Regions from separate parts of the Mus musculus genome. Here region 1 is linked to region 2. Evidence: chromatin contacts called from public Micro-C data. All regions are on one chromosome and are shown on one strand. The core of a region is the stretch at or near the end of the contact, and the rest is flanking DNA. Distances in the headings are between cores, read along the strand shown. Region 1 has its middle 11 kb from the start of Gm39240. Region 2 overlaps Tango6 (transport and golgi organization 6).

The links. A called contact is a pair of places that touch in the nucleus more often than the background predicts.
Region 1: a Micro-C map of the HL-1 cell line shows a contact between it and region 2, with 3 times the contacts expected there. The contact joins two enhancer-like sites. A contact is called at or near these places in 5 of 39 promoter capture datasets (the 3T3-L1 cell line, 3T3-L1-derived adipocytes, embryonic stem cells and 2 more), 1 of 484 Hi-C or Micro-C datasets (the HL-1 cell line) and 2 of 115 datasets of contacts at active chromatin or transcription factors (both in embryonic stem cells).

Annotation. Positions count from the first base shown.
Region 1 is chr8:107,109,748-107,116,126 of GRCm38.p6, forward strand. No RefSeq gene overlaps it. Among named protein-coding and RNA genes, the nearest start is that of Gm39240, 11 kb to the right of the region's middle. Within about 2 kb of position 4,799, at least 131 of the 459 cell types and tissues checked have an H3K27ac peak or open chromatin away from gene starts, as enhancers often do. A contact at or near this core is called in the HL-1 cell line, where this site is marked.
Region 2 is chr8:106,716,354-106,723,184 of GRCm38.p6, forward strand. Tango6 (transport and golgi organization 6) reads left to right here. Exons shown (of 18, transcript NM_173037.1): 8 at 256-368; 9 at 1,617-1,793; 10 at 4,301-4,430. Among named protein-coding and RNA genes, the nearest start is that of Tango6, 37 kb to the left of the region's middle. Within about 2 kb of position 2,053, at least 113 of the 459 cell types and tissues checked have an H3K27ac peak or open chromatin away from gene starts, as enhancers often do. A contact at or near this core is called in the HL-1 cell line, where this site is marked.

The DNA.
Region 1 (6,379 bases), core at 3,549-6,048, 400 kb after region 2:
AAGTTAAATTAAAAAAAAAAAAAAATAAATAAAAATAAAAAAAAAAAAAAGGAGGTGGCACACGTCTTTAATCTCAGCACTCAGGAGGCAAAGACTGGCAGATTTCTGTAAATTTGATGCTAGGCTGGTCTACAGAGTGAGTTCCAGAATAGCCAAGGCTATATTAAAAATCAAAAAGCAAAACCATAAAAACAAAACCAAAAACTATTACAATGGGTGATGGAGAGATAGCTCAGCCTCGAAGAACACTGGCTCCTCCCTCTGTCCCTAGGACCCACATGATAACATGGTTACAGTTAGTAACTCCAGCTCTAGAGGGTCCAAAGGCCTCTGGGGCTCTGCATGCACATAGTGCAGTCACACATGTAGGAATATCACACACACACACACACACACACACACACACACACACACACACACACGTGCAAATAAGTTTTTTTAAAAGACTTATTTATTATTATGTCCAAGTACACTGTAGCTGTCCTCAGATGCACCAGAAGAGGGCGTCAGATCTCATAAAAGGTGGGTTGTGAGCCACCATGTGGTTTCTGGGATTTGAACTCAGGACCTTTGGAAGAGCAGTCAGTGCTCTTACCCATTGAGCCATCCCGCAAATAAATTTTTTTAAAGGCTGGAATTTTTTTATCTCATTTGTTAGGGTGCTTGCATAGTATTCGTGAGTACCAGGATTGCAGAAAACTGGACATGGTAGCACTCGGTTTAAATCTTTTATCTATTTTAAAATCCAAATTCAGTTTAACTATTAAGAGACAAAAATCTTACTACACAGCCTTTGTTTTGGGGCTCCGGGATTAGAATCCTGGACCTTGAACATGCTAAGCATAATCTCTACCAACAAGTCACATTTTCCCCACTCTAAATCTGGTTTTAAATTCAAACCTGCTTGGTAGCAGTAAGCTCGGATGACAAGGGATTTGATTAGTGTCCCCTGTTCTTGAAGTTCACATAAACAAAATCTCACATTGAGCACAGTCTTCGATCTGGCTTCTTTTGCACACTGTCTTTGAGATCAAACCACGTCACTCCTTTTTATAGCTGAGTATTGTGTTTCATTGTGTGGAAGCCCACAATTTACCCATCCATTCTCTTGTTGATAGACACTTGGATTCTTGCCCGCTTTGGACAATTAGGAAAAAGACTGCTGTGAAGATGCTAATTCGAGTTTGAAGGAAAGAAAATGCACACATCAAACTTTTAGATGTTAACTGTAGGCTGCTCAAGGAGAGGGATGCAGTCATTTTAGGTGGCAGTTTCTTTTCTTTCTTGGGGAAAAAAGAAAAGCAAGACCAGATTCATCTCCTCAACCCTTACACCAGCCTACACTTGTCTTTCTCCTTTAAGTCAGCCTAGTGGCAGTGTGATGGGAATACACTTGTGGACGTTGAAAGCACCTTCCATCTGGGTCTAGACCATTAAGACCAGCCAGTGCTCTTAATCAGGTTCGGTTCCCAGCACCCACCCCACATGGCAGCTCACAATCGGCTGTCACTCCAGCTCCAGGAGATCCGACACCCTCACACAGACAGACATACATGCAGGCAAAACACCATTCCTAAGACAAAAATAAATACATCACTTAATTACTTTTAACAAAAGAAAGAAAAAAGATTTCTATCAACCCCTCTGTGGTTTACCTCCAAAACTTAAAACATTTTTAAAAATTGTGTTTGTGGGTGTGTGCTTCCCTTGTAAGTAGAGCTGGCTGTGGAGGTCAGGAGAGGATGTTGGCTTTCCCTGGAGCTGTGGCGACAGCTTCCCAGTGAGTCCTCTGCAAGAGTAGTCTGTGCTCTTTAACTGTTGGGCGTCTTGCCAGGCCTTCTGAGTATTATATTTTATTCTTTTTTTTTTTTTTTTTTTTTTTTTTTTTGGTTTTTCGAGACAGGGTTTCTCTGTATAGCCCTGGCTGTCCTGGAGCTCACTTTGTAGACCAGGCTGGCCTCGAACTCAGAAATACGCCTGCCTCTGCCTCCCGAGTGCTGGGATTAAAGGCGTGCGCCACCACGCCCGGCTTTCTTTTTTTTAAAAATAAGTTTGTTGTGGCTTAGCAGGTAGTGACAGGAAGCTTACTAGAAGTTCAAGATCTCAGCCTGGACTACATAGTAGGACTGTCTCAAAACAACAACAACAACAACAAGCATGGCCCAGAGGTTAGGAGCACCTGTCTCCTGTTGCTCTGGCAGAGCACCCGAGTGACCCCAGAACACCCACACAGTAGGTCTCAAACATCCCTAACTTCAATTCCAGCAGATCCAGCATCTTCTAATGACCTCCAAGAGTATCAGGCAAAACCACTCATATATACATATGTATATGGTTTACATGTATACACACAGGCAAAAACACTCAGACCCACAAAAATATAATAAGTATAAATATTAAAATGATAATAAAAATGTAAATGGGGTCAGGTGTGGTAGCATATGCTTTTTTAGAATTCTTTTCTCGTTAAAAATTTTTTTCACACAACATGTTTTGATCATTTTTTTCCTTCTCTCAATCCCTCCCCAGATCTTTACTGCCTTCTTGCCTTTATTTTTCTGTTCTCTATCTTTCTTTTTCAGAAACAAACAAAAACCCAAAGAAACAAGAACAAAAGTCCTCACAGAACACACACGCACACACACACACACAATGAAAATCAAAATAAATAGGAAGACCAATAAGACAAAAAAAAAAAAAGAAAAGAAAGAAAGAAAGAAAGAAAAAGAAAAAAAAAGCTAAAACAAAGTAAAATGAAACAAAAAGTTCACAAAAATACTCCAAGGCTTATTTCTCCAAGGCTTGGGACTGCTCTGAGGGCTGATATATAAAATAAAGCTCCGGGGGGTGGGGGGTTGGAAAAAAAAAAAAAAAATAAAGCTCCATTGGAGAAAACTGTTTCCCCCTTACCAGAGGGTGTCAATTACAGATAGTTTACAGATCCTGTCCACTTTCTTCTTTCAGTATTGAGACCCTGGGTGGCTTGTATAGGCCTATACCATTAATCCCAGCTCTCTGGAAAGAGAGGCAAGAGATCTCTGAGCTGGAGGCTAGGTCAGCCTGGTCTACAGAGAGAGGATTGGTTTCAAATCACCAACCAACCAACCAACCAACAACAATAAATAGGGGGCTGGAGAGATGGCTCAGTGTTTAAGAGCCCTTGCTGCTTTCGCCGAGAACCCGAGTTCAAATCCTAGCACCCTCTGTGGGACGTTCGTATCTGGCTGGAACTCCAGCCCCTGGGGATCAGAAACAGCCTCTCCTCTGGCTTCCATGGTCATCTCCATGGTGCCATGGTTACATGACATACCCACACCAAGATGTATATCTACATACACATAATTAAAAGTAATAAAAATATTTCAAAATGTGTGTGTGTGTGTGTGAGTGTGTGTGCATACAGGTATGTGTGGAGGCCAGAGGACAATCCCAGAAGCCAAAAGGCTCTCTCGATGGCCTGGAGCTCACTAACTGGGCCAGGCTGTGAGCAGCAAAAATCCACCTCTTTCTGCTTTCTCAGCACCTGGATTGCAGTCACACCCAGCTTTTTACAAGGGTTTTGGGGATCTAATTCAAGGCTTTGAATTTGCAAGGCGAGCACTTTACTAACTGTTGCCCTAGCAACAGTCTTTAAAAAAAAAAAAAAAAAAAGATGAGGCTGAGCGAGAGGCTGAAAGGGTAGCATGCCAGTGGTGTGTGTGGAGGTCAGAGGGCAACATTCAGGAGTCAGCTCTCTCCTTCCACCATGAGGTTTCAGGGATGGAAAGTCAGATCGGCAGGCTTGTGCGAAAGGTGCTTTTACCATCTGAACTGTCTCTCTCTCCCTCACCTACCCCATCCTCATGACTCAAGATGTGGCCATGCTTGGCCAGAAACTCAACATATTGTCAGGCTGAAGTCAGAGATCTGTCTGCCTCTGCCTCAAAGGAAAGGCTCAAAGTGGCCTTGCTTGTAGCCAAGGACAGTGTCAGAGTTCCTGATCCTCCTGTGTCAAGTCCTCATGGGTGGGATCACAGGCAGGCATCACCACATTGGTTTTCTGCGGTGGTGGTCTGGAACCCAAGCATTCAACCAGCGGTGCTACAGCCTCAGCCCCATGTGTAACCTTTTATCGAATCTAACTCTGATGTTTGAGAATGGCGAACAACAGGGCTCAGGTGCATTTTATTTTTCTATGAGTATCGGATTCATTGACCTTCTTTAAGAAAATCCCCTTCCGGGGCTAACAGACCCACGGCTCAGAGTTTAAGAACGCACACTGTTCTTGAACGGTGGGTTCAGTTCCCAGCATCCACACGGTGCCTCACAACTGCCAGCAAATCCAGTTTCAGACAATATGATACTTTCTGGTCTCCATGGATACCTGCACACATGTGATACATACCAACTCACTGTAAAAATCATAAACATAGAAAACCAAAAGCAAAACCCCTCATTTCTGAAGTGCTACTTTTGTTACGGATCAAGAGGCCCGGGTATAGGTCTGTTTCTAGGGCTACAGAAATTAGAAAGCTAATTGAGTATGTAAGAAAAAAAAAAAAAAAAGAAAGAAAGAAAAGTGAAGACCACGTGACTAAACAGCCCGTGGGCCTTTAACTCCCTGGGACCCCTGGACTGGTGGGAGATCAAACAGGAAAGCAGCTAGATATTCTGACCCAGGAAACCTCAGGCAGCAGTAGTAGTATTTTTTTTTTCCTTTTGTTGTTCGATTTCAAGTGTCGGGGAGTACAATGGAAAGAACATCCACTTGGGGCAGGAAATGCCAGGGAAAGAGCCCAGAGGACGTGACATTTGGGTGGGTCATGAGTGACGATGAAATCTGTCATCTCTTTTTATGACTGTAATCTGCTGTCTACCGTGCGTTTCCCACCCGCGTTTCATCTGCATTATGTCTTATCTGATTTAGAAGGGCCCACAGGGAACTGTATCCCGCCCCCTCCCAACCCCTCGCCCCAGAAGATCTGAGAGCTGGGGCTGGTTCTGGGTTTGTCAGACTCAGCTGTACTTCGTAAAGGCCTGGGCTGGGCCTTTAAATTTTTTTCTGTAACTGTAGTGCCACAGGATTCCTGAGTTTCACCCACACACAGGCTCCCTACCCGAGCCCCAGCTGGCTGCCAACACCCACACTAACCAACTAACCCCCAGCAACACCGCCTTGGCTGTGTCGAAATTCACACCACACCATACCTCCCCGGGTCTGGAAGAAAGGCACAGGGTCTTGGTGCTGTGCAGACACCCTGATAAGGCTCTGGTGAATAACCCGTGAGTAACAGGAAATCAGGAAACAGGAGCTGCCCCTGTAGCAAGAAACGGGAGGGTGGATGGCTGTTCGCACAGTGGTCTGTACACCGGCACCGTGGACGCGCCCTTCAGTGTCGAGATTCCAGTTTCCTTCCCTGACTGGGGGATGAGAATGGAGTTCACAGAAGGCAGCTGTGGATTTCCAGTGAAACTCCCTGGGACATTCTGATCTCGATGTCCCAGCAGGTTTGGAAATGGTAGTATTACTAAACACCTGGACCCATTCTTCATTAAAAAGATTAAATTAAGTCAGGTGTGGGAACCGGTGCCTGTAATGTTGGTACGTGGAGGATGTGGCGCGAGGATGGGTGAGTTTGAGGCAATCCAGAGCTACATAGGAAAACTTTCTAAAAAATGTGTGTGTGTTCACGTGCGCAAGAGTGTGTGCATTCCTGCATACACAGGCACTTACAGCTCACATTCACACACACAAAGAAAAGAAAGGACTATTAATGATAATTAGCAGAGGAAAGTGGAACAGATACAGGGAAGAGTTTCTTGTGCCTTTATATCTTTCCATGGTGTTAAAAATTTAGCCTCAGTGAGTTCAAGGCCAGCCTGGTCTACAGAGTGAGTTCCAGGATAGCCAGGGTTACACAGAAAAACCCTGTCTCAAAAAAAAAAAAAAAAAAAAAAAGCCTCAGAAATTGCTACTTTTTTATGGCTGGGGGTGGTGGTACATGTCTTTAATCCCAGATTTCGGCAGATCTCTTTGAGTTCAAGGCCAGCCTGGTCTACAGAGTGAGTAAGGGTTACACGGAGAAACCCTGTATCAAACAAAACAAAACAAACAAACAAAAAACCAAACAAGCAAAAAGGAAGAAAAAAGAAAGAAAAGAAAAAAGAAAAAAAGAGCCAGGACAAGCTAAGGACGTAGCTCAGTTGGCAGAAAATTTACCTAAAGTACATCCATCATCAGAACCAGAGAACCCAGGCAAGGCAGTATAGCCCTGTAATCCCACCCTATAGAGATGGAGGCAGAAGAACCAGACGTGAAAAGCAATCCTTGGCTTCGAGTGAGTTTGAGGCTAGTGGCCGTTCAGAGTCACAAGAGACTTTGTCTAAAACAAAACATACA
Region 2 (6,831 bases), core at 803-3,302:
GCAAGGGTCAGGAAGTGGGTGAGTTGCCTTGTGTTTGGGCTGTTTTTCAGTCTGCGTGTGGGAGAAGGTGCTGGAAACCACCCTTCCCTGCTTTCAACCAGCATGGCTCCATTGGCAGGCTGAGCACAGACTAGAACTTTGTGTCTCGGAAGAAAATGCTGTTTAAGATAAACTGCAGGTTCCTTGCAAGGCTGGCAATGAGCTCTCGTTGCCCTGGCCTGGTCGTAGTTTGTCTCTCTGTGTCCTTGTCCCTAGGTGTATGTGGTGGCAAATGAACCTGTCCCAGTGTTGCTGGACTCGCTGCTTCCGCTCCTCCGGGTGTTCTTTTCTCTCTACTGTTTTACCCAGCAGAGTGTGTCTCACATAAGGTAAGCAAGCAGACCGGATACGCTTAGAATTAGAATCCCATTTGTCTGTAAACGGTCAAGTTTAAATTAGGGCGAGACTTTCTCTCAAAGTCAGGAAGATGTTTGGGGACTCTTACTCAGCCTACACAGAAAGAAAGAATGAGGATTTTGCAGGTTGAGGGAAATTGGGTGTAGTTTTGGGGATGATTTTCCATAGCCTATTCTGTACAGTAGAAGGGAAAGGTATCTCCATGGACCACCATGCCATTGTTTGATCGGTAAGAAATCCTGCGTTTTATTGTCTCTGGGAAGTGGGAAACCAGTGGGAGTTTATGATGCCCAAGTGGAGTGTTGGAGAGTAAGTTTGAAAAGTGCAGATTTGATGTGACTGCATAGTTTAACCTGGAATTTGGCCTTAATATGCAGAGTCTTCAGTATAGAAGAAAGGGGCTTCTTAGTCATCTACAATCCCCTTTCTGTGTTACTTTAAAACGGATTCAGTTAGGGGCTGGAGAGATGGCTCCACGGTTTAGGCGCCCTGGCTGCTCTTCCATTCCCAGCACCCACATGGAGGCTAACAACTGTAACGGCAGTCCCAGGACATCTGATACACAAACATAAGTACAGGCAGAGCATTCACACACATAACATTAAATAAATACATTTTTAAAAAGATTGATTTTTGGATTAGCTCTATTTTCAGTCGTTTGTGGCATTTCTTCCACATGGTAGGAGTTTATAGTTCCATCCTTTCCTGGGTCACTATGAAGACACTGTGTAAACTGGAGTCCCTAGAAAGGTCCCTGACAAATTATAAGCTCAATAACTCAGAGCAGTCATTAGTATGGCTGCTAATGGTGAAGAAAGACACTCAGCCCTGTAGTTAAGACTAAATGTCCAGCCTAAAAATAAAAATAAAATCTTTTTAAAAAGTAAAAAAAAAATTAAGTTCTCATAGCACCGTTCCATCCTCATCAAAGACTGACGGGGGAGCATGGGCCTACCCCAGCCCCTTCTAGTGAGTGGGGTGGCTTCTAGAGCCAAGGGTTAAGCTACCCCTGGGTGACCTCCAGGGCACTGTACTCTGAAATTTGTAAGATGCATGCTTCCCTGTCGAGTGTCAGCAGCCAGTGGCCGGGCAGCATTGGGATCAAGTGGAACCTGACGGTCATCGTGTCTTCCCCCCCCCCCCCCCCCCCCCCGCATAGCTTGCTAGCTTCATGGAATAAGATGACAAGCTCATTCATTCATAACTGCTTCATCTACCAGGTCACTTTGCCAAGAGATCTTGTTATGGATTCTGGTGAAGCTGGAAAGGAAGAAGGCAATCGCCAGCCTGAAAGGATTTTCGGGGTTGGACAAAACCGTGCCCACTCTCCACCCTCAGTGTCAGTTTAGAGCCGCTACGCACGGTGGCATCGTGATTACCGCCAAAGAGGCCATTAGGTGAGCTTACCAACCCCCGATTGTCACGCCTGACAGAAGTTTTTATACGACACTGTTCTGTGAGTCAGCCGCTAAGGGGCGCTGATGGAAAGGAAACCAGAAACAGGCAGCCAAGGCGCTTGCTATTTATAATCTTTAAAGAAACCAGAGCCTTAAATGATCCTCTGGGTGTTATTCCAAGATGCCAGCTAATAGTAGGTGTGGTTTGCTGGCGCCTCCCGGCTCTACACCGCAGCAAGCCCAGCTACTGCCCAGTGTTCGCCAGTGACTCAGAGCACAGGGCAGCACATGTTCACCGCAGCTCCCGAGCAGTCAGTCCAGTCTGTCTCTGACTCAAAGAGCAGGATGCATGTGTGCCTTATTACGATTATTACTGTATTTGTCTTGTCTGTGTCTGTGCATTGCTTGCATGCCTGATGGAGCAGAGGGTATCCAGTCCCTGGGAACTGTGTGGATATTGGGAATCAAACCCAGATCCTCCACTCCCACCCCAGCCTTATTCTTAGGGGAAATTGTCTGATTACTGTCATTGGTAATTTTGTAATGAGTTTGTTTCTCATAAGAATGGATTAGAACGTACTAAATAGACTTTAGTGGAGTGGATCATTTATTTCTCCAATGTCTCACAAGTATTTTATTTTATTTTATTCATTTTTTTGTTTTGTTTTGTTTTGTTTTATTTTTGTCCTGCTGAGACTGACCCTAGGGCCGCATGCACACTGGGCATCTGAGCTTTGCCCCTAGCGCCGTGAGCATGTATTTTAGACTGTTTGCGCTTTCTGAGATTTGTGGAGGGTGCTGTTTTCTCAGAACCTAGGCTTCCCTTGGCTGTCCACATGGAGTGTGTCGCTGGTCCAGCTGCTCACTTCCGCCACATCCAAAGAGTTGCTGCTTGTTGAAGTGCTTACATTTAACTTTATAGTCATGATTAATCTAGTGAACATTTAAAACATAAACAAATATGATTGACTTGACGAAAATAGAAAAAAATATGTATTAAAGTAGAATTATCAGAATGAATGGAAGCTTCCTGAGAACTGATGAATTTTAGCAGCTTTATCACTGTGCCCATTGAGTGTAAGAATTTAGAATTATTTGGCATGCTTAATTAGTGCACATGTATATGAAAACCCACAGTTCTCACTGAAATTACTATTTTGCTTCCTGATGAGAATATAGTTAGCAACCAGTGATTAAATGAATCTCCATCCACTGCCAGAAGCAACCACTCCTTAAAATCTGGGGTGTCTGCTCAGGTTAGGGGTATAGTCCTTTTGATATTATACACAAACACATACATACACACACACACACAAAAGTTACATGAACACCTGGGTTTAAATAGGGCCCACAGACACTTAAAGCAGTCAGAGTTCCCAAAAAATTGAAAATTTCATGTGTGTGTGTGTGTGTGTGTGTGTGTGTGTGTGTGTGTGGTGTGTGTGTATGTGTGTGTGTGTGGTGTGTATGTGTGTATGTGTTGTGTATGTATATGTATGTGTATATGTATGTGGTGTGTGTGTGTAATCATTTGTTCCCAAAGCAGCTGATCTGTTTCACCACTTTCCTTTCACCCTGCCATTAGCCCAGCAGAAGTTTCCAGTAAGAAAGTGTTTTAAAGAAAATTTAAGCCAGGCACAGTAGTACACACCTTTAATCCCAACATTTAGGAGGCAGAGGCAGGCAGATCTCTGTGAGTTCAGAGCTAGTCTGGTTTTCCTAGCGAGTTCCATGCAGCCTGGGCTATATAATGAGACTGTCTCAGAAGAAACAGACAAAAACAAAAGCCCAGCTCTATTTGAGCGCTTAGATAGGAGTGTTGGAGGCAGATCTTTTTAAACTTCTTTATTGTTGCTGCTTGTTCACTATGGAGCTCAGGTTGGTCTAGAATTTACTGTGTAGTCCAGGCTGGCCTCAAACTTGAAGCAATCATCCTACATTAGCCTAAGTATGTGCTATAGGGATGAACCACCACACCCAGCATCAATGATCATTTTCTTTAGACACACCTGACCTTTTTTTTTTTTTTAATTTTTCAATAAATCATGTCTAAAGCCACTTCCTTTACAAATCTTTTCCTATTTGAGAAATAAATGATCATACAGACTAAAGCAGTTTAGCTTCTAATAATAAATACCTTGCATTCTTCAGCCCGAACATAAAGGAAAATATTTTCAAGATCTGTCTGAAGATTACCTATATGGAAATATTGTTACTTTAGAATGTCACTCTGAGGTTTCAGCTTCCGAGGTGGCATAGCAGGTGAATGTGCTGTGCGCAGGCCTGAACCTGAGTTGGATTCCTGGATCCCACAAGGTGTCAGCAGATAACTGATTCCTGAGAATTGTCCCCTGTCACCCACATGCAACCTTGTGCCAACACACATGTGCCTCTGTAGCCACACATATAGTATAAAATAACCCTTTTAAAAAAGAGAATTATGGAGATTTCTAGGAAACATGCTGCTTTATCAACACTGACGTGGGCGATCTTGCCCTGTGTTGCAGCGATGATGAAGATGAAGCCCTGTACCAGAAGGTGTCTTCAGAGCAGAGCCAGGTGGAGCACCTTGGGGACTTGCTGCTGCACTGCCAGCAGTGTGGGTTGGCAGGAGATTTCTTCATCTTTTGTCTGAAGGTAAGAATCCACACAGTCACACCAATCCATTCTGGGGTAGCTCTAGGAGAGCCTTTGTCTTTATGAGCATTCATAATTTTAGGTCCTAAAATTTAGCTTCCAGTTTAGGACCAATAAACAGAAGACAGAGAGTAATTAACTCAGCTGCTCATAGGCTCTGGAATGGACAAGGGAGGGACCGTCAGTGGGACAGGTGAGTTACCGGTGTGCTCTGCCTACTCTGCTAGCTCATCTGCATTGAAATGTTAGACATGAACAAAGCTGCCTCGTTAGTCTATGAAAGGGTTAATCTTTGCTCCGTGTTGACAGTAAGATCTCTTTTGAAGTTAATAGCAGGTTCTGAAGCCAAGAGTAATCCCTTATCCTTTCTTGGCCTGGTGTGCAGTCAGGTATTTGGAAGGGAAACTCAGCCATTCTGCCTCCCTCTTTTCGCTCTGTAACCACTTAAAACCTTTTCCTGTTCCTGCCGAGTGCCATTGTTGGCACTTCCCTTGGCCCCAGTCTCCAGTAGTAACTTGTACTCCATAACGTTAGCGCTGCCTGGTATCTGCTGCTGTCCGCTCTCTCAAGTCTGTCCCGAGAGAGTGTCTGAAGTTTAAGGATGAGTGGTGGCTGGGCACGGGAAGCTCATGTCTCTAGAACTTGAAGTAGGGATGTTTCTTTTGGTGCTTTCTCATCTCTATGTTCAGGCCCGTCTCTGCGTCAGCCACACACTCTGATGTCTAAGGAGGCGTGAGCCCAGTTGTATGCTTTGTTTCCAGTTGCTCTTTGGGTAGGAGCACTGGCTGCTTTCACAAAAGACCTGAGTTCAGTTCTCAGCACCTACATTGTGGCTCACAACCTCTGTAACTCCAGTTCCAGGGGATCCTTCTGATCTTTACATGCACCACACACACTCAGACACACACACACTCAGACACACACTCACACACACACACACACACACACACACTCACACACACACACTCAGACACACACACACACACACTCACTCACACACACACTCAGACACACACACACACACACACACTCACTCACACACACACTCAGACACACACACTCAGACACACACACACTCAGACACACACACACTCAGACACACACACACTCACACACACACTCACACACACACTCAGACACACACACACACACTCAGACACACACACACTCAGACACACACACTCAGACACACACACACTCAGACACACACACACTCAGACACACACACACTCAGACACACACACACACACACACTCAGACACACACACACACACACTCAGACACACACACACTCAGACACACACACACACACACACACACACACACACACACACAGTATCCATACACACATGTAGGCAAAACACTCATACACATAAAATAAAAATAAATGAAATGCCAGGCAGTGGTGGCGCATGCCTCTAATCCCAGCACTCGGGAGGCAGAGGCAGGTGGATTTCTGAGTTCAAGGCCAGCCTGGTCTACAGAGTGAGTTCCAGGACAGCCAGGGCTACACAGAGAAACACCGTCTCGAAAAACCAAAATAAATAAATAAATAAATAAATAAATAAATAAATAAATAAATAAAATTAAATTAAATCTTTTTTTTTTTTTAAAGGGCCCAAATCAGCCAAGTGTGGTGGTACATGCCTGTAATAGCAGAGGTCTGGAAGCTGAGGCAGGAAAACGATTTTGAATTTCAGGCCAGCACAGGTTATTTAAGGAGACTGTTTCCAAAACAAACAAAACAAAATGCTACCATCACGCAATCAAAGGGCTTTATTCTAAATCCCAGTTTGTTTGTTATTTGAAGGGTCTCATGTAGCCTGCGTGGCCTCAAACTATTTAGCCAGTGATGACCTTGAACTTCTGCTCTTCCTGCCTCTACTTCCTGAGTGCTAGGATTACAGGCATGCGTGGTACAGTTCCTGGGATGGAACCTAGGAATACACGCATCCTAGGCAAGTCCTCTACCAGCTAAGCTGTATCCGGTCAACCCAAGCCCCTTAAACTATGGGTCCTGATTCCAGAGGAGGTCACATAGTAAATGTGTGTGTGTGGGTGTGTGTGTGTGGGAGGGAGGGGTCACAAAACATTTGTCAACACTAAGATTTCTGAACACAAAATAGCCAAAACATAATTCAACACGACGAGATGGGGAATGAGCTTGGGGCGTTTCTGAGAGCTTGTGCACCAGGCAGCCTCACCGAGGCCTTGGTTCTGAGCACATAGCATATGCACTTTGCACTGCACAGGCTGTCATGCCATTCAACGCGACAATATTTCCACTCAGATTTGAGGTCATTGTAGGCTGTAAATCATAGCACCTCTGCTTTCAAAGAAACAATGTTTTAACAGTGGGGAACAAAGACCATCATTCTTTAGCAGGCAAATAATAAGCTAG